2 separate regions of the Mus musculus genome follow, and region 2 is linked to region 1. A link is a contact called in public HiChIP or PLAC-seq data. All regions are on one chromosome and are shown on one strand. Each heading gives the region's core, a stretch centred on a gene start, on an enhancer-like site or on the middle of the called end of the contact. The rest is flanking DNA. Distances are from core to core; before and after follow the strand shown.

Evidence for each region. HiChIP or PLAC-seq counts read pairs in DNA pulled down with a chosen protein or histone mark.
Region 2: an H3K27ac HiChIP or PLAC-seq map of embryonic stem cells shows a contact between it and region 1, with 38 read pairs. The contact joins the enhancer-like site here to the promoter of Norad in region 1. A contact is called at or near these places in 5 of 39 promoter capture datasets (embryonic stem cells, hippocampal neurons, maxillary cranial neural crest and 2 more), 1 of 15 datasets of contacts at CTCF or cohesin (the NIH/3T3 cell line), 29 of 484 Hi-C or Micro-C datasets (the C2C12 cell line, the N1E-115 cell line, astrocytes and 13 more), 6 of 115 datasets of contacts at active chromatin or transcription factors (cardiomyocytes, embryonic stem cells, hepatocytes and 2 more) and 1 of 9 other capture datasets (embryonic stem cells).

Annotation. Positions count from the first base shown.
Region 1 is chr2:156,390,011-156,396,132 of GRCm38.p6, reverse strand. Norad (non-coding RNA activated by DNA damage) reads left to right here and starts at 3,154. Exons shown (of 1, transcript NR_024329.1): 1 at 3,154-6,122. The region is part of intron 2 of Gm14170 (a long non-coding RNA gene); the gene reads left to right.
Region 2 is chr2:156,446,843-156,453,412 of GRCm38.p6, reverse strand. The region is part of intron 2 of Epb41l1 (erythrocyte membrane protein band 4.1 like 1); the gene reads right to left. Among named protein-coding and RNA genes, the nearest start is that of Epb41l1, 29 kb to the right of the region's middle. Within about 2 kb of position 4,917, at least 78 of the 459 cell types and tissues checked have an H3K27ac peak or open chromatin away from gene starts, as enhancers often do. A contact at or near this core is called in colorectal tumor organoids, differentiating embryonic stem cells, embryonic stem cells and 5 more, where this site is marked.

The sequences.
Region 1 (6,122 bases), core at 1,905-4,404:
TACATTTGTTTGGTACCTTTTCTCCCATGTTATCCTTAATGTGAGATAGCCACAAGGACAGGGTGGATAGAACTGGCTCACCTTTGACCTCAGATTCTTGTTTAGAGTTTCTGGACTTACGCACCCCAGCCTTGATATTCAGAATTGAACGGCACCATTTAGATTTAGCCCAGAAGCTGCCTCCCAATTGAGCAGAATTCTGCATCCCATTATCTCTAGCCTGGCCCAAGATAGAAAGTCCTTCAAAGGCTTTTCTTAGCTTGCCTGCTCCGAGTCTAAGCTGTGAGTTTCTGTGTGCAAGTGTCTGCTCAGGCCTTAGAATCTTCTGTAGTGCTCCAGGGAGTTCTGGGGTCAGGTGACCTGGATTAAACTACAGGCTTTTCCTGAGAACTAGACAGATTACATAGCCCCCTATCTGTAAGGAGAGTAATACAACATACCTCACAGGATTGCTTTGCAAATCAAGTAAGACAACAAAAATAAAGTCTTCAGTTATTAAGGTGCCTGGCCCAGAGTACATGCCCAATGAATACATCTGCATATGAAGCCCTGCTGGGTGTGTGTTAGCACAAGCCCGGCACTTGGGAGACAGCCTCGAGTAGATCTCTGTGAGTTCAAAGTCGGTCTGGTTTACATAGTGAGTTCCTGGCTAGCCAGGACAATATAGTGATGAGATCCTGTCTAAAAGAATCAACAAAGTGGCTGGAGAGATGGCTTAACAATTAAGGCTGTTCTTTAAGAGGACCCAGGTTTAATTTCCAGCACCTACATGGCAGCTCCTGTCTGTAACTCCTGTTCCAGGGGATACAACACCCTCACACAGACGTGCATGCAGGTAAAACACCAATGCATATAAAGTGCATAAAAATAAATTGTTTAAGAAATCATCACTGAAAGAAAGCGGGAAATGTGTATCACTGCTGTCTCTGGGTGCCAGGAATACCAGCTAGCTTGGCTGTGGGGGAAGCCAGAGTGCAGTAAAGGGACCACAATGGCTGATTCCTTGATATGTCACTGTGCCCACTTATCCGCCCAGCCCTCCTTCATGTCTGAAACCCTCCCCCATGGGATCACTCCTGCTCTGCAGGTGCTAAGTCTGGCAGGCACTTCTTTTGCAATGCTAGAGACCTTTGCTTCAGTTTTCTAGCCCTCCAGTCATTCCCCTGTCTCAGGCCCTTGGTCATCTACCGTAGACAAGAGTCTGTGGTCTTCTTGCAGCTTCTCATCAGAAAGGCCTTTCTGACTGGGATCCTGTGTGTGTTTACATCAAGAGTCGTAAGCTTAGGCTAGAGGTGGCTCAGTGGCAGAGCAAATCCTAAGCATGCCCATGGCTGTGGGCTCCACCCTCAGCACAGTTGTCAGGGAGGGCTATACTTACTATAGAGCTCATCATTCTCAACATACACGTTTTTTTCTTTCCTTACTAAATAGAAAAGTTCATCTTTTTCACTGAAGGAAGCACTTCATAGCTTTTTTTGTGATGTCCAATTTGCTAAAACCACTATAGCATTGTACTTTGGAACCATAATTAAATAAAAAATGATTTTATGACATTTTATTCTGTCTTTTTTTAAAAATTTGTTTATTTTATGTATGAGTGCTCTATCTGCATGTACACCTGTATGCCAGAAGAGGGCATCAGATCCCATTTATAGATGGTTGTGAGCCACCCTGTGGTAGCTGGGGATTGAACTCAAGACCTTTGGAAGAACAGACAGTGCTCTTAACTGCTGAGCCATCTCTCCAGCCCACATGTGTGTTTGTGTTTTCGTGCGTGTGCGTATGTGAGTGTGCGTTTTAACAGAAGCTAAAGGGGCTTTGGATTCCTTATAGTTACAGGCATCTTGTGCTTCCTGATGTAGGTGCTGGGATCCAAACTCTAGTCCACTGATAGAGCAAGCACTAACTGCTGAGCCATCTCTCCAGGCCCAAGGATAGTGTTGCCATTGGCATGTTTTGTGGGGCAGAAGAGTGCTTATTACACAGCCTTGGCCAACCTGGAACTTGCTGTGTGGTTTGATCATAGTCAGTCGGATAACTGAGAGAGTGACTAACTGACCAGTGAGTGGAAGCAGTAAACAACAGCACACATTACATCCTGGAAGGATGGTATGGGGCATCATGGACTATGGGCAATGTAAAACGTACACAGTGACTATTTGGGAAATTATCCACTTAGTGTTTCTGGGAAGCAGTTCACCTCTGGGTAGCTGAAACGAAAAAGGGAACCCAGGGTCAGGAGAACTACTGTATACCATACGTCACCATCTGCTGTAAGGGCTCTCATCTCTGACCTTGTCCCTGATTCCGCTGACTTTCATGGCACATCTCAAAGCCCTTCAGTGGCTCTCATTTCTGTCTTGTATTCATTGACCAGATCCAACCCTCCTCTCTTCCCTGGCCTTAGCTCTTTGTGGAGCAGGTAAGGCCTATGTGGTCCATTTCATAGCCTGTTAACTGTTTGCTGTTCTCTTCTGTTAGGGAGGCTCTTTACACACACTCTGTGAGACTATGTTATCCCTTGCCTCCTTCAAGACTTTGTTCCAGGGGACTGGAGAGATGGCTCAGCTCAGCTGTCTATAATTCCAGTTCCAGGGCATCTAAAACTTTTACACAGACACAGATAGACAGAAACAGACAGGCAGGCAGACAGACAGACACACGCACACACACACACACCACCGTGGACAGAAACTGTGAGAGGGGTGATGTGGGGGGAGGGGTCCGATTTGCCTTCTTAGCCTCATGGAATAATAAATTCTATGGGGTTGTATTTGAGTAGATAAGAGGCAAGCAGTTCACTATCTTACTAGGTAATTAGTTTATAACACCACTTCTAGTGAGACTAGTGTAGTACTTCAGGCCCTTAGGCGTTTGCCTATAATTATTTTTATAATGTATCACAAATTGCTGGGACTGCTAGTGTGGGCTTTTTCTTTTTTTCTTTTTCACTTTTGGCCTTTTATTCTCCCCTTGGCCTTCTAGTCTCTACAAAAGATGTAAAGAGACTTAAAGAAAAAAAGACCCCCGCCCCCAACCCCAGGCTCCCCCCCCCCCCCCCCCCCCCCGCTCCCGGCCGGAACCTTGCAGTTGGGGAAACGTTAGCTCTCCGGTGGTGTTTTTGCGGGCTTCCGGTGCCGCTCCAGCCTGGGCGAGAAGAATTGCCAAGTCAGTTCCGGCAGAGAGCGCAGCGAGCTCGGGAGTGTGGCCTTCTTCGCCCCGGGCCCCTCACGGCCTCGGCCCGCGCCGGGTGAGCCCGAGGGGCCCGGGAGCAGCCTCGGTCCCTACTCTGCGGACGCCAGGAGCCCTCGCCCTCGAGGCAGCCACCGGCTAGGCCACGCGGCCATTCCGCAGCGACTCTTGCCCTGCCAACGATGCGCCTGCATGGCGGCGGCCTCCCCGACTCCACCGGCGCCCTCTCTCCAGGGCCGGGCCCACCGAGGAGTCCCAGCCAGGCCTTCGAGGACGCCTCGAAAGTGGCGGCGAGCGTGGCATGACGGGAAGAATGGCATCCACCTGAAGGCCAAGGCTGGGCCTTCGGGGCTTCTGCGGCCTAAGGCGGCGGGTCTGAGCAAGAACACTCTGCCATCGCCGGCTCGGGACGGGAGGCCCACCCGTGGCCGAGCACGCAGACCTGGATGAACCGAGGCCTCGATGGGCCTGGACGAAGGTGAGCGGGGCCCCGAATCACGGCGAGAGGAACGATCGATTCTTGGGCCGCGGGTCTTCCCTCCACCCGAGAGAAGCCGAGACGCGACAACCGCAGGCGGCCATTCGGAAACGCTGTCGCCGTAGAAGTCCTGTGTATATAATATGAAAAAGCTGCTCTCAACCTTTCCCCCGACCCTTTTTAGACTTCTGGCTAAATCTGGACGTCTAACTGTAGAGATTGCCGACGCAGGGTAAAGGAGAGGTAGGAGATGACGTGAATACCCAGTCGCCATAAAAAGAAGATCGTGGACACGTCTTCTGCAAGTGATTTTGAAATGGAATTGTTTAGGCCGCCTCTAGAAAGACCCAGGAGCGACACTCGTCCCTGTTTGTTCAGTACCTTAGAGGATCCAGCAGGAGGAAGAAGAGGCCCGGAGCCAGATTGGTCGTGTGAAGAAGACGTGTCTCTCTTTTTTATCCTATTGTATTGTGTATGCATTTTAGTCCTCATTTCTTACCCCCCACACCATGTTTGCGTGTGTGCCTGTGTGTGTGTATTTGAGTGTGTTTGAAAATGCCAGGTTTTGGGGGTAATGTCTTTCTAGCTGCTCTGAAGTGCCTGCCATATTTTATAAGTAGTAAACATGCTGTAAATACCTTTTTGTTAGGATTCATTTGAATTATTGTTTGGAGAAGAAAAGCCAAACCTCTCCTGAGTTGACCGCATTGTGTTTGTGCCCTGGTTCCCAGAAGGAAATCCAGAGCTCTAAGCTACTGTGGTCCGTGAGTGGAAAGGAACCACTATCTCCCACTATCCCATTTTGTTTGGCTTTTCTTTGTACATAGTGTATGTAAAGGACAAAGGGGTCCTAATTTACAACATCTAGTCACTCTAGATGTTAAAGAGGTTGCCAGTGTATGACAAAGTAGAGTTAGTAGAACAACACTTTTTTTTTTTTTTTTTTTTACATTTTGTGTTAAAGTTGTAATTACTCTTGTTACGTGTGCCATTTACTGACTGCTGTGTATATAGTGGACAACAGTCCTTACTTGAAACATCTGGTCTATCTAGATGTTTAGAAGTGCCCAACGTATGTTAAATGTAGAGGTAGTGAAATATCACTTTGTAAATATCTTTTTGCAAACACTCATGAGTCGTTGTCTTTGGGGAGTGGGGTGATGAGCCCTCTGAGCAGTACTGTCTTTACTTGCTCCGGGGTTTGGAGGAGGTGTTGGGAGGCAGTGACAACGGCCATGTAGTGTGTGTGTATATGGGACCTTTTCAGATGCCATTTTTATATTCTTGCATTTTGTTTTGCTGTGTGTATACTGTATATAATGGACAAATATGTCTAAATTTTCAACATCTAGACTCTAGATGTTAAAGAGGTTGCCAATGTATGACAAAGTAGTAAATTTAGCACATAGTGTACACCGTTAAAATTCATAGAAAATTTTGTTCTGTAAATGGCTTGGGGATAGGATTTGCTCAGCTGTATCTAAGCATTACACATACCTATATTTGTCTATTGGTTTGAAGGGAGAAGAAAGTGGGTCGAAGCCCAAATGGTTATGTTTAGAAGATACCTCAGATAATAACCATTGCTTTGCATACAGTTTTATTTACCAGTGCCATGTCAATAGCAGATAAGTTCTTACATGAAACATCTAGTCTTTTAGATATCTGAAAGTGCTTGATACATTTAAAGGTACAGGTAATAGAATAATATTTTGTGTATATAGTTTTTTTAAACTGGAGAAATGCTGTGTGTAGAAGTAGAATTGTTAGCCCGCCTCTGAGAACAGTGTACCGGCTGTGCTTGTTCAGTGGATCAAGGAGGTGGGAGGGAAGGAACTGCAAAAAGATTCCATTTGTGTGCTAGACATTTCTAGCTTACCCATCCCCCTGTGTGTTGTGTGCATCTCATGTAACTTTGCTATGCTGTATATATTGTACATACTGGACAAACGAGTCCTATGATATCTAGTCTCTAGGTATTAAAGAGGTTGCCAATGTATGACAAAAGTAGTTAGTAAACTCACACATTCTGTATACTCTGTTAGTTCATAGCAAGGTTGTCTTCTGAAGAGTTGTGAAAGTGTATCATCCAAGTGACGAGTGACATAGGCACCCGTGCCTATGTCACGGGACACAAGATGGGCTGAAGGGGAAGAAAGGTCGGAGACCAGAATGTCCTCACCAGAAGACACTTGGAGATCTAACTAGTTACATGTGTGTGGTTTCAGTACTACTATGTATATAGGGGACAAATTCATGTCCTCATCTGAAACATCTAGTCCTTCTAGGTGTTTAGAAGTGCACAAAGTATGTTAAAAGTAGACATAGTAAATAATACGTGTTGTAGATTCTGTTTAAACTCATGGTGAAGTGTTGTCTTTTGGAACTAGAAAGAGAAACTGCTTCTGAGCAATGCAGCCTTGCTTGTGCAGGTCTAGGAGGGAGGAAGAAA
Region 2 (6,570 bases), core at 3,668-6,167, 56 kb before region 1:
ACAGCTGAGGCCCTCCTGCTCCAACAAGTTCTGCTCTGCATGCTGCCCAGCCAGCCCATGGAGAACGTGGGGTGTCTGTCAGGCACCTAAATAATCCTTAGCTTATTAACCTAAGCCTGGGTCTAGCTGGAGGGAATGAGGTCAAGAACAGCTGTGGGACTTCGGGGGCATCCAGGGGAGACTTCGGAGACCACAGCTTCCCTAGAAGGGGAAGGCAAGATAATGAATGTCTCATTCACTCATTCATTCATTCATTTGGCAGGGCTCGATCTCTATCTCCGAGTTACAACCCCATGCCCTAGAGTTTTGAGACAAGGTCTCGCTTTGAAGCCCAGGTTAGGCCTTAATGTCATCCTCTTGACTCTGCCTTCCCAGTGCTGGGATGACAGGCACAGATCACATTACCCTCTGACCTGCATCTCTCAGGAGAAACAATGAAACAGAGAGCCTTGAAAGAGACCAGACGAGGGCCACGGAAAGTCGGAGAAGAGAGGACTTGAGCTACCTGGATAGGGAAGAGGGAGCTGGAAGGATCGAGGCTTTTTATTCCAGTCATTTTGGTTTGGTTTGGTTTGGTTTGGTTTGGTTTGGTTTGGTTTGGTTTGGTTTGGTTTGGTTTGGTTTGGTTTGGTTTGGTTTGGTTTGGTTTTTCGAGACAGGATTTCTCTGTGTAACCCTGGCTGTCCTGGAACTCAAAAAGTCATTTTGTTTTTATAGGAAGGGACACTGAGACCAGAGGGTGGGGACATGAGGCCTCTCAAGATGAAGAGTAAATGTATGGAAACATCAGGATTCGAAGGCAACCCATCGATCGACTTCTGGGTTAGGTTTCCTGGAACCAGATAACAGAGTCTTCCTGGGAAAGGCGAATGAGTGCAGGGGCAAGGAGAGTGCATACACCCACACAGTGCCCCCGGGGACCCCAGCCTCACTATGACCTCTGCTCTGTGCAAGGTGTGGGAAGGAGGAAGGCCCTTCCATTCACCAATGTTCAAGCTCCACGAGCAGCCAATCGGGGCTCTGAAGGAGGAAGAAACTTTGGTTCCCCTGGCAACACATACAAAAGCCTCTCTCCTCAGCAGCAAGCAGCTGGAAGAGGGATGTGGACTGGATTCCACCCAACCAGATCTCAGAAGCAGGAGCCTGGATGAGCGCTTTTCATTCTAACTCCTGAACTCTGGTTCATCCAGGTCCATCCCCAGGAGCGGGGGACCAACGGGCCAAAGACGCTCCCAACAGTGGTGACTCCTCTTCCATCTTTCAGAATCCACTGACAACTAAGTTGTTGCTTAGGGTGGGCCTGGGGCTGGGGCTATCCTTCCATCAGTTCATCACCTAGGCCTTCTTTTCCAAGGCAGCTTCAGTGCCGATGGATGCCCACCTGGATCTGAGCAAGCGCCCTCCCCTTTCTCTTAAGCTCCCACTGCCGTCCCCACCCCGACTGTCCTTGAGGAGCATCTGTGACCTACGGTTGCTAGCCCACACCCACCATAAAGCAAAAGGAAAGCTGGTGGTGGTGCACACCTTTAACCCCAGCAGTCAGGAGACAAAAGCAGGTAGATCTCTGTGAGTTCAGGGCCAGCCTGGTCTACAGAGTGAGCTCCAGGACAGCCAGGGCTACACAGAGAAACCCTGTCTTGGAAAACCAAGAAATTTTAAATAAATAAACAGCAAGAAAGGAAGTGGGCAGGTGCCTGCCTCACACCAACCACCTTTGAAAAGTTGCCCAGCCCCACCCAGAGCTCTGGAACACACAAAGCATTCTGCTAAAGGGAATCGCCTCTGCACACGTTGAAGAGAACAGATGGATTCTGAAAACCAGTTTCCAGATAGAGTCCCAGCACTGCCACCTACAAGCCAAATGGCCTTTGCTCCCCTTGCCAGGTCTCCAGGCCGTGTGCAGTGTCTCCATGGAGGGCTCGCTTGACTCCAGAGGAGGAGTCAGTCACTCGGGGATTTTCCACATCCGGAGCCAGAACAAAGTCAAGCAGGGTGGCCCACGCCTGTAAAATGAACCTGGGAGCTGGAGACTGCAGGACCAAGAAGAGTTCAAGGTCACTTTGGCTTCCCAGAAAGTTCAAGGCCAACCTTGGCTACCTAATATGGTGCCTCAACAAACATGAAGGCTGGGGAGATGGCTCCGAGGTTAAGAGCACTGGCCACTCTTCCAGAGGAGCTGGATGTGACCCCCAGCACCCACATGGCAGCTCACAGCCCTGTGCAGTTGTAGTTTTAGAGCCTCCAATGCCCTCTTCTGGCCTCCCTGGCACCAGGCATGCACATGGTAAACACACATACAATCATACACATAAAGTAATAGAATAAAATTTAAATTAACAAAATAACTCAGGGTTTGTCATGAAACATCTCGGCCAGGAAATTCAAATCAGACATCAAGGTGAGCATGTCCAGACATCAGGAACCCAGTTGTTCCCCTACCCAGGTTTCTTCCTCTCCTCCCTTCCCCCACATAGCTGCTTCCTTACTCATCCACTCTTCCTCACATTCTTCTTAAAGTGCCTCCTCTTTTCTACTTTCATATACCTGAGGTTAACCCAGTGCCAACAGCCCACCACTGTCCACCTGAGTCCTGTCCTCAGCCCTGCCCATCACTTGCCGGAAAGCCGTTCACCTCATTCCGAACCCAATGTCCTGCAGGATCCTCCTCAGAGTCCTAGCTCCTAGCCCAGGGTGTACACAACCCCTGCATCCCTTCCCCTGCACCCTCTCCCCTATACCTCCCCCTTGCTATTGCCCTTTCCTCCTTTTTGCCCCCAGCATGCCTTGCAAACTCAGACCTCTCTAGACCCTCCTCCTGTTTAAGGCCCTTCACCCACGGCCTCCTTTGCATCCACGGCTAGCTCTCTGTCCTGGCTAGTTTTATGTCAACTTGAAACAAGCTGGAGTTATCTGAAGGATGGAATCCTTAAGAAAATGCCTCCATAAGATTCAGCTGTAAGGTATTTTCTTAGTGATCAATGGGGGAGGGCCCAGCCCATTGTGGGTCATGCCTTCCCTGGGTTCTATAAGACAGCAGGCTGCGCAAACCATGGGGAGCAAGCCAGTAAGCAGCACCCCTCCATGGTCTCAGCATCAGCTGCTGCCTCCAGGTTCCTGCCCTACTTGGGTTTCTGCCCTCGATACTTTTGATGACGAACTATTATATGGAACTGTGAGTGAAATAAACTCTTTCCTCTTCAAGTTGCTTTTGGTCATGGTGTTTCATTACAGCAATACTGATCCTAACACAGGCACTCTTTTTGGGGGGGCGGGGAGGGAGGTCTTTCTGAATGAGCTATGGCTCAATGAAAGATCCCAGCTTATCCTGAACGAGCACAGTTACCGCTCAGCCTCCTCTGCATTACCTCTCCAGCCTTTATTCAGACTCCTAGGAGGCAGACACCAACTCCAACCTGCTTATAGACAAAGAAACAAATTCAGCGCTGTGAATGAACCCAGCAGATGCCACACAGGCCATTCGCAGAGAAGATATAAAAACAAAAACAAAAACATCAGACTCTTAGGCAGCCTTGTCCCCTGCTCCTCAAGAACACTGCGGGAACTAATGAAACCAGAAAGAACAGCATATGTCCCACTGAGTTCTCCTGGGCTGGCAAGGCCCTGTCAGCAAAGGTCTAGCCTGGTCCACTCTAGGTTGACCTTTATCTAGCCCACACCATGGCAAGCGTGGACTCTCTGAACAAGAAGTGGCTGTACCTAGGCTTTCAAGAGAGTTGTCCAGGGGACAACTTGCTGGAGAGATGGCTCAGTGGTTAAGTGCTCTGGCTGCTCTTCCAAGGTCCCCAGTTCAATTCCCAGCACTCCCATGATGGCTCACAACCATCAGTAATGGGATGTTTTGCCCTCTTTTGTCATGCAGGCATGTATGCAAACAGATCACTCAAAAACAGAAAATACACAAGTAAATATGCTAAATGGTGTCTTTTTAAATATTTATCTCTTTTTATTTTATGCGCATGAGTATTTTGCTGGTATGTGTGTCCTGATGCCCACAGAGGTCACAAGAAGGCACTGGATTCCTGGAACTGGAGTTACAGATGGTTGGGAGCTGCCATATGGATGCTGGGAACTGAACCCAGGTCCTCTGGAAGAACAGCAAGTGTTCTTAATTGCTGAGCCATCTCTCCAGTCCCATCAGCAATGATTTCTGGGCACTGACCTTCCGATCATCTAAACCACAGCTGGGCATCAGGGACCACAAGGCTCCATTGCTAGCTTGGCTTTCCAACTGCAGCTGCTGCTGCATCCTCACCCAATGCACAAGTGGGCATTAACTTACTTCCATGTTAATTCACTCTAGAAGCCACCATTTACCAAGCACCTACTAAGAGGGATGCCGTGAGCCAAGCACCCACCAGAACTCTCTCATCCCTCCACTTACTGCCTCTCTGTGCTCTGCAGTGTAGAAGTGAGAATAGACATGAAATATTTGAAATAAAAAACCAACCACGAATTGTGATGAGCAAGGGAGGGAGATGTGGGGAGAAAGATGTGGGAGATGTGGTGGCTTATGTCTGCAACCCCAAGTCTGGACAGAGGTCATGAATTCAAGGCTAACCTGAGCTATATAACAATAGCTTTCTCATAAATAGGAGAGTTGCTGGGGTGGGTGGGATGAGGGAATTAAATATGCTGAGACATAAAAGGTAAGGGGCTATAAAGAACTGGAAGAAGCAGTCAGGCCTGGTGACACACGCCTTTAATCTCAGCACTTCACAAAAGCAGACAGATCTCTGACTGAGTGGAGGGCCAGCCTGGTCTACAGAAGAGTTCCAGGACAGCTAGGGCAACACAGAGAAACCCTGTTTCAACTAACAAACAGGGACAGAGCAAGACTTCTAAGTGAGGGGAATAACCTATAAAAAGGTCCTGAGGTGTGGTACCAGCTCAGAGGGAATGCTGGGTAAACATCAGTTTCTGTTTCCTCCTCTGTGTAACGGCCTCCTCGTTCCAGGGCCGGCCAGGAATACCTTCTTCTCATTCCTATTCCTTCTTCCAAGCTGTACATTGTCAAAACCCAAATTCTCTGAGGACAGGAGAGGCAATCTGTATATTCCTGCCTTGTCAGAGAGAGAAACTATGGTCCAGAGAGGGGGCCCAGCTTTCTTGGGGGCTGCAGCAGTGATAAACTGCTCTTCCCCTCCCCCACCCCCTTCCCCCCTAAACTTTGTTGACTACAGATCAGGACCTGGCACCCATGGAGATGCTCAGAAAGTCTGGCTCTCACCAACCATGAGCTGTGTAACTGATTAGGGGAGGGGCCTAGGGGAAGCCCTCCCACCCTGCACACAACTATTTTGAGAGGGCCACAGGACTAAAGGAAGCTACTTCCCAAAGACACTTGGTACTCACTAGGACATTAGCTAATCCTACATTCTGCGGGAAGCCAGTGAGAAGTGAAGTCTTTTTTTTTTTTTTTTTTTTTTTGTCTTATTGAGAACCTAGGACCATCAACATTTCACAGAGAGACATGGTAAAGCTTTAGCTAGAATAAGCAGAGTATGACTGGAGATCACTGAGGCCAGAGCCTCACAAACGAAGAGACTTACGTCCAAGAAAAGACTAGATTTACCCACAGTGACCAGGCTGAGGAAGTGCCCAGCCCAGGTGGAGAAGGTAGCTGAGGGGAGGTTGGGATTTGGGCGGGGGGTCAAGGGCAGGGCAGCTTCCTCTGGCCTGGCCTGCCCCAGCCACAACCTCCTATTGCTCACGGGTGTGGCAAAACCTGCCAAACCAGTCCAGGTGTCAGCGCCAAACGGTGGCAGAGCCCAAAGCTGCAGGAGCAGGCAAGGCAGCAGACAGCAAGAATCTGGGACCGGAAAGAGAGGACAGAGAGGCTCCTCCCAACCTGCCAGCCCAGCCCAGAGGTCTCTTCACCGCCTGGGGTCAGGTTGGTTCTCTCAGCTTTCTATCCCTGGAATGCAGTGAATCAGGATTAACCAGGGCCACTCTCCACGTCCCTCCCCTCCTGGTGGGGACAGACGGCCTTCTGTCTAGCTGTGTCACTATGCAAGAAACCAGAGGTAGGTCTGAGAAATAAGACAGAAGGCAGGGAAGGTGGCAAAATGACAGGAACCACCCTTAGACCCCGTGGGACCAAGAAACTCCTGGTAGGCAAGAAAGGCTTCATTAAAAGGCTGGGCTCCTGTGAGCCTGTGTGTCTCACAGATGTGAAGGGACTGTCTCCTCTCTCAACCCAAATCCTCACATGGCAAATGAAGAGAAGACCAGAGACAAGCATGGACTAGTCTAAGGTCACACAGCAAGACCATGGCAGAGATAGGACCCCACATAAGACTGACTTCCCAGAACACCCCAACTTTTACAGGAGAGGTATTTTTACAAATTCAAAAATCACTCTTCACACCAAGGAACCAAGAGACCCCTTCCTCACTATCCCCGGAAATTCCAGAGACTGGAAGAAAGCTCTATTCATGTCACTACCCAGGCCCTGCCAGTCCCTGAGGGTTACTGCTGTACAAAAATACCATCAACAGCTGGCTTTGTGCCTCACGCTTCCAAAGGCTAGGATGTCTGAGATCAAGGTGG